Linked DNA regions of Pangasianodon hypophthalmus: region 2 is linked to region 1. A link is a contact called in public Hi-C data. All regions are on one chromosome and are shown on one strand. Each heading gives the region's core, a stretch centred on a gene start, on an enhancer-like site or on the middle of the called end of the contact. The rest is flanking DNA. Distances are from core to core; before and after follow the strand shown. Region 1 holds the start of copz2 (COPI coat complex subunit zeta 2). Region 2 holds the start of hoxb8a (homeobox B8a).

Region 1 (2,940 bases), core at 10-2,509:
CATTTGCTCTTCTCAATCTGTACTAACTTTCTACATAATTTTTAAAATAAATAAAATAAATAAATTAATAAAAATAAAGTTTTTTTTCCAGACTCAGCTGAAATCTAGATTTTTAAAAAACTATGTGAAGATTTTAACAGTCCTAAACTGTGTAAATTTTGTATGTTCAGAAATTATATTTTCTACAATGTTTGCCTTCAACATTACATATTTTAGACCTGAATGTTTTGGACATTAGAAGAGTTCTATCTATCTATCTATCTATCTATCTATCTATCTATCTATCTAACTATTTATTTAATAGTAGTAGTAGTACTTTAAAGACAAATGTCAGCAAGCTTAAAGGCCATGGTTATAGCTGTGTTTGGATGTGAGAGAGAATAAAATAAGAATAATATGGTGGTGGTGCATGGATATGGACCTGTTTGCTAAACCTCTGACTGTCAACTAGTGCAAAAGGACAAAAAATGAGCAAGGAAAATCTTTCCCAGCTCTGAAGAGACACAGTGAAGAGATCCACCTGTGGAATGAATTAGACTGCTGTGCTGAGGCGCTCCATGACAGAGGACGTGGCAGCCGCATCCCACCAGGCAGTGCGCACACAGCGCAACTTTAACTCCACACTACTGCTGCACAACTTTACACAACTGCTCATCAAGCCCAGCATCACACCATACACACTGCACTGCACCTCCATCACAATACTCATTATGTGCACATATATACTGTAATATATAATATAATATATTTTTTTTATTATTGCTGTGCCATATTCAGAGAAGTAACATCTGTTACAATCTCCTGCTGATCCACACGTTTCCGTTGCACTGCATGCATTTAATTCCTCAGAGCACACATTTTCGACGGATATAATCTCCTCACATGTCTAGCTGTGTCATATAATAAGCTACAGGTGTTTAAAACACTCATGTTAGCACGATAGCTTTTTAATCCCATCAACAGCACTGTATACTGTTCTGTCGCTGTAATCTATGCGAACATTATCACTTCTGAGGGGAAAAAAAGGCAAAAGGCTAATCAACAGGTGCGTTCTTTCACCATAACACTGAACATAAATATTTCTGAATGAAAAAGAAAAATCTCAGATAGCCTACCAGAGCCACGGAGTCCATGGTGGTGTTTAGTGTTGACGTGGACAGCTTTGAGCTGTCACTACTGGAGCGCTCGTAAAAACCTCTGACTCATACAGGGGGTGGAGCAAATCCGCCAAAATGGCTAAATCCAACCCTGCGCACTAAACTACTAAATAGTATGCTCTAATAGATACTACACTGCGTGTGGTGACGTTTAGTACGGAAGTGCGTGGAACTAAAGCTAGCGAGTAAACGGAAGCCTTTGACTGTTTTACAACTGGTTTATACCACTTAACTGTAGAATGTTTAATATTTGCAGTTGAACGAAAGTGATAATGTTCATGTTTCTTGAATTAAAAAAAAAAAAATTTAACGGAAGTCAAACTGTGTTCTATTCGCCGCCATTTTGGATCTCGACTCCATTGCAATCTGATGCCGTATCACTCCGTCACAGAACCAGAATGGCGGCAGTTGCAGGTTAATGGAGGCCAGGGATTTGAGGAATATCTTCGATTGGTGTATGCTTTTTCTGACGCTGTTACCACATGAGCATTTTTGACTTGGCAGTATTTTAATGGCCGTAGTTGAGTAACTCAGTGCTTGGCAAATGTTGAGTGCTTTAGACTGGCACACGCCAGTGTATCTTTGTAATTTAATATTACACTATTTAAAAATAGTTATAATCACTGTTTTAGGGTTTAAATGTCTACATTAGGGAGACATGGTGGCTTAGTGGTTACCCCTGTTGCCTCACACCTCTGGGGTTGGGGGTTCAATTCCCACCTCTATCCGCATACACAGAGTTTGTACAGGTTTGATTCCCACCTCTGTCTGCATACACAGAGTTTGCATAGGTTTGATTCCCACCTCTGCCAGTGTGCACAGAGTTTGCATGCTCTCCCTGGGCCTTGGGAGTTTCCTCCAGGTACTCCAGTTTTTTCCCCAGGCTAATTGGCATTTCCAATTAGTGAGTGTGCACTTGCGCCCTGTCCAGGGTGTCCCCTGCCTTGTGCCCCAAGTCCCCTGGGATAGACTCCAGGTTACCCTGCAACCCTGTGTGGGATAAGTAGTACAGAGAATGGATGTCTGCATTAGCTAACATCATCAGAGCATAAGTGTACAGAAAAGAGAGACAGAGGATTCTGGGGTGACTACAGGACACAATAAATAGACGTCAAGCCAGCTACATCAACTTTTCTGAATAGGGGGTGTTGCGCGCTTGTATTCGAGCACTTTATTTAGCCAGAATATGTAGTAACCATACTGTGTAGCTTTCATCACCTACTCCCAAAATGTACACAGCAGTCTTAGGAAGATTGACTGCCTTACTTATAACTCACCAATCACTTTTAACTAAACATAGCTTAGACACTTCCAAATCAACATAGACAAAAGACTGGCCTACAAATACTTTTAAGTCCTTTGAAATTAGCATTTAATTGAAATGGCATATAATTATTGTATAACAGCTAGAACACCTGCAGTAGGATCCCAAATGCCACAGAGATCTATCCTCGTCTCACTAAGAGGGGTAGCTTGCTCACCAGACACAAGGCTTTCCTAACAAGACTATAATAATAAAGTGCCAATAAAGTGCTAATTTAAGTAGGTGGAGGAGGTAGGTCTTTAGACAACATTTGAAGACTGTCAGCGACTCAGCTGATTAGAGGGAAATTTCATGCCACCAGTTATGGGCCAGAACAGAGAAGAGTCTTGAAGCATGCCTTCCTTGTTCCCTGAGAGATGGTGGGCTCAGTCGAGCAGTGCTAGAGGATCGGAGGGAGTGTGGTGCAGTGCGGGGTTTCTCCCTGGAGAAGCTGGACAGGATGCTGGGACAGGGTGGATG
Region 2 (3,219 bases), core at 280-2,779, 260 kb after region 1:
GATACAAGGGTATTTTGAACTGAGTATTGACAAGAACCTATTTCTAACCCTATTCTACTATTACAAGAACAGTATAACTTTATTAGTAGGCTTACTGTAAACGTTCAATCGATATTGCAAAGAATAAGCACAAGCATCTCAAAATTATGACATATTTAAGATACCAGAGCTGCCATTACACAGCTTACGTCTTGTCACATGTGCAGCGCCATAAAAGACAGAAGCTGTGTGAAACGACCACCCTGTATCGAAATAAGGCCCGGCATAACTGGAGGTCGTAAAAAGCTGCAGTAAAACTTTGACTAAGGTGAGAAGTGAAAGATCAGCTGTGGACCAGAGTCTCGCACATGGAGACAGAAGGAAAAGAATGAGTCGTCTTTAGCTTGTGCTTGCTCACTATTGCTCTGCTTTTCCCCTTCACTCCTCTTCCTATAGTAGGGTCATTAAACTGTAAAGTGATTCGCAAGTTTTCGACACCATAAAACAATAAAACCCGTAATAGGCTCTCTCTCGCACGCACACAGGAAATGTGGCTCTCAGACTAACTAAATTGCCCTGAGAAGTAAGTTTATTCCCTCTCCCGGCAACACAAATACACAAGCTAAAAGAACTGTCTGCGTGGTTTGTCTGGAGAGACTCACCTTGTGGTCGCATCCAGGGGAACAGCTGCGTAGGAGAAGGACTCTGCTCCGCGTTGTCCGTCTCGTCGCCGATGCCTCCCGCGGCGAGTTTGCAATCGCTATACTGGACCAAGTCGGCGTCCTGGGCACTGAAGAGTGTTTGCCTTTGGAGAGCATCGTAGCCATAGAAGTTGCCAGGTTCGCCATGGCAGGTTACGGCACATGGACTCTGCTGGTAAGGTGCAGCCGAGAGCGTGGACGCGCCGTGGTGGTAAAACTCCTGAATCTGTGGGGCATGCTGGAAAGTTGCTCCTGTGCCTGGACCGTACACGACGGTGGGTCTAGTCCCCAGGTCCTGCGCAAAACCGCACTCGTAATAATTAGGGCGTAGTGTGTCACCACTTTTGTATTTGGAGAAGAGGGAGTTGACAAAATAGGAGCTCATGTTTTGCTGCAGTCGATGCTGTTTTTGATGAGGGGGTTGTTTTATATTGAATTGTGTTAGTACGTGAGCCTGGGACAGTCTAGCCACACCCGATTATTCTGAAGCAAAAATAAATAAAGACCACAATAAACGTCCAACAACGGGAGAACTTGTGTTTGTATACCGTTTTAAACAGCCTCTTTAAAGCCACGGCTATTCAGCTTCCAAGAATACGCGACGCTTAGAAGATCCAGCATCACAGTTCGGGTGCAGGGAGCCAGTTCCCAAACAGTTTTCTGTAATTTACTCCTCTGTAAATGATATGTGTCATATTTTGCTGCGTCCTTTCACGATAATTTGCATCTGTTATTGAATCCTCATTCTATTCTGGCTTCTTGCGTCCCCACACGGCCACCGCTTCTCGCGCTTCTGGTACGGAGGGAGACAGAGAATGAAAATGAGAGTAAAGGAGAAAGGGAGAGGGTACGGCGGGGAGCGAGGGAGCACAAAAGTGAAGGGGGGGGGGGTGTATGGCAGAGGAGGGGAGAATATGCCCATTAATATATTCAAGCGGGTAAGTTAATGAGAAATCTGCTGTTTTGCATCAGATCAAATACATATCTTTCACCCCTCCTCTACCCAACTCGACCACTAAAAAAACTCCTATTAGAAGGTGCTTTTTGTATGTTGATCACAGATAAACTAAAGTGCTAAAAATCTTTACCAACCAAATGCCTAACGAGTTATTGTTCGCTTCTCTGAAAATATCAGAGAAGTGTATCAAGATATTTTCAGTAGCGGGGAGAAAAAGCAATTTAATTGGTTTCAGTTTTAACAAGCAGCCAACAATAAATTTTAAACATCTCCTCGAAGCATCTTGTCCCAAAGCCGGGGCTAGTATTAAAATAAAAGACCTAGTCATCTGTAAGATTTTTATCTTACACATCTTAGTTTTTATAAAACACATTTGTAAATAGGTTAAAACCGCGAAAATAAAGTGCACACCAGGAATAATGTCTCTGTAAATGGCTGAACAAACTATACAATGCAATAAACGCCTAGCCGGTTTATTGTTTACATCATGCGTCAAAAAGCTGTTAGTTTTTATGAGATTCCACGACCAAGGCTATAAATGCTTCACATGGTTCAATTTCAAGTGAGTAGAAATGTTACAGTATTTTACTGTGGTATTTGCATTGTTTTCCATACCGTAATACTAGGTCTAGCCTTAGACAATCTTAATTGAAGTCAGAAAACTGAACTGGAATTACTGACGGGTGAGTGTGGAAGAATATACGTGATGAGTTCATTTGAAAAAAAAATAAAACTGAAAAACTGAAAAAATATGGCACACAGTTATTAAACTTTGTGTGTTTTATAAAATAAAATGAATGAATGTTAATTCTTTTTTTAAAATGATAATGTAGTGATTTGTTCCAGAATTCAAGCTCCCCTTTATTAATGAAAATATTTTATGAAGCCGTTTACTAATTCAATTCAGGTGACTACCATATATATCATTTCTGAAATAATTTGAAACATCTCGATTTTTTTATTAGATTTAAGATCACCGTATTAAAAACTCTATTGATGCCTATGATTTTTTGTACATGGATTACTGTGCTGTTTAATATTTACGTGGCGTATTGCATTATCACACATACAAGAAAGTAAAATGATTAAAGAAATTCATATATTCCCTTATAAGAGTGGAATGACTTCTTTCTAAGGCTTAATAGCAGTTACAGTTATTGTTTGTTTGTTGCACTTGGTTGTTACGGCATGTCAAAAGCCTATTTCAGTGATCCTATGTTATTTCACCACAACTGGAAAGCATACACGCGTAAGCAATGTCGGGTAAGCGCGAGGGTTTCTAATTAAAAATATATACTGAGGGTTTTTTTTAGCAGTATTATTAGTAGTATTCATATTTTTCTTCGTATTTTGAGTTTCCTTTTCTTGTTTTCTTGATTTGGGCCAATGTCAAAGATATTATTTGAATATGAAATCAATAAACAATACTATCAAACCGCACAATTCTTGTATTATCTTCTTCTTTCATCTTTCCATATATATATATATATAGATAGATACAGTCCCAGAGTTTAATTTTAATGACTACTATATATATAAATATATATATGAAATGAATGTATGTATGTATATACAACTTCA

The links. Hi-C and Micro-C count contacts between places; a contact is called where the count stands out from the background.
Region 2: a Hi-C map of liver and muscle shows a contact between it and region 1, with 6 times the contacts expected there. The contact joins the promoter of hoxb8a here to the promoter of copz2 in region 1. A contact is called at or near these places in 2 of 3 Hi-C or Micro-C datasets (liver and muscle and muscle).

The regions. Positions count from the first base shown.
Region 1 is chr13:9,497,182-9,500,121 of fPanHyp1.pri, forward strand. copz2 (COPI coat complex subunit zeta 2) reads right to left here and starts at 1,260. Exons shown (of 10, transcript XR_008303380.1): 1 at 1,116-1,260.
Region 2 is chr13:9,754,859-9,758,077 of fPanHyp1.pri, forward strand. It overlaps hoxb8a (homeobox B8a), which reads right to left and starts at 1,530. Exons shown (of 2, transcript XM_026916728.3): 1 at 642-1,530. The coding sequence starts at 1,065.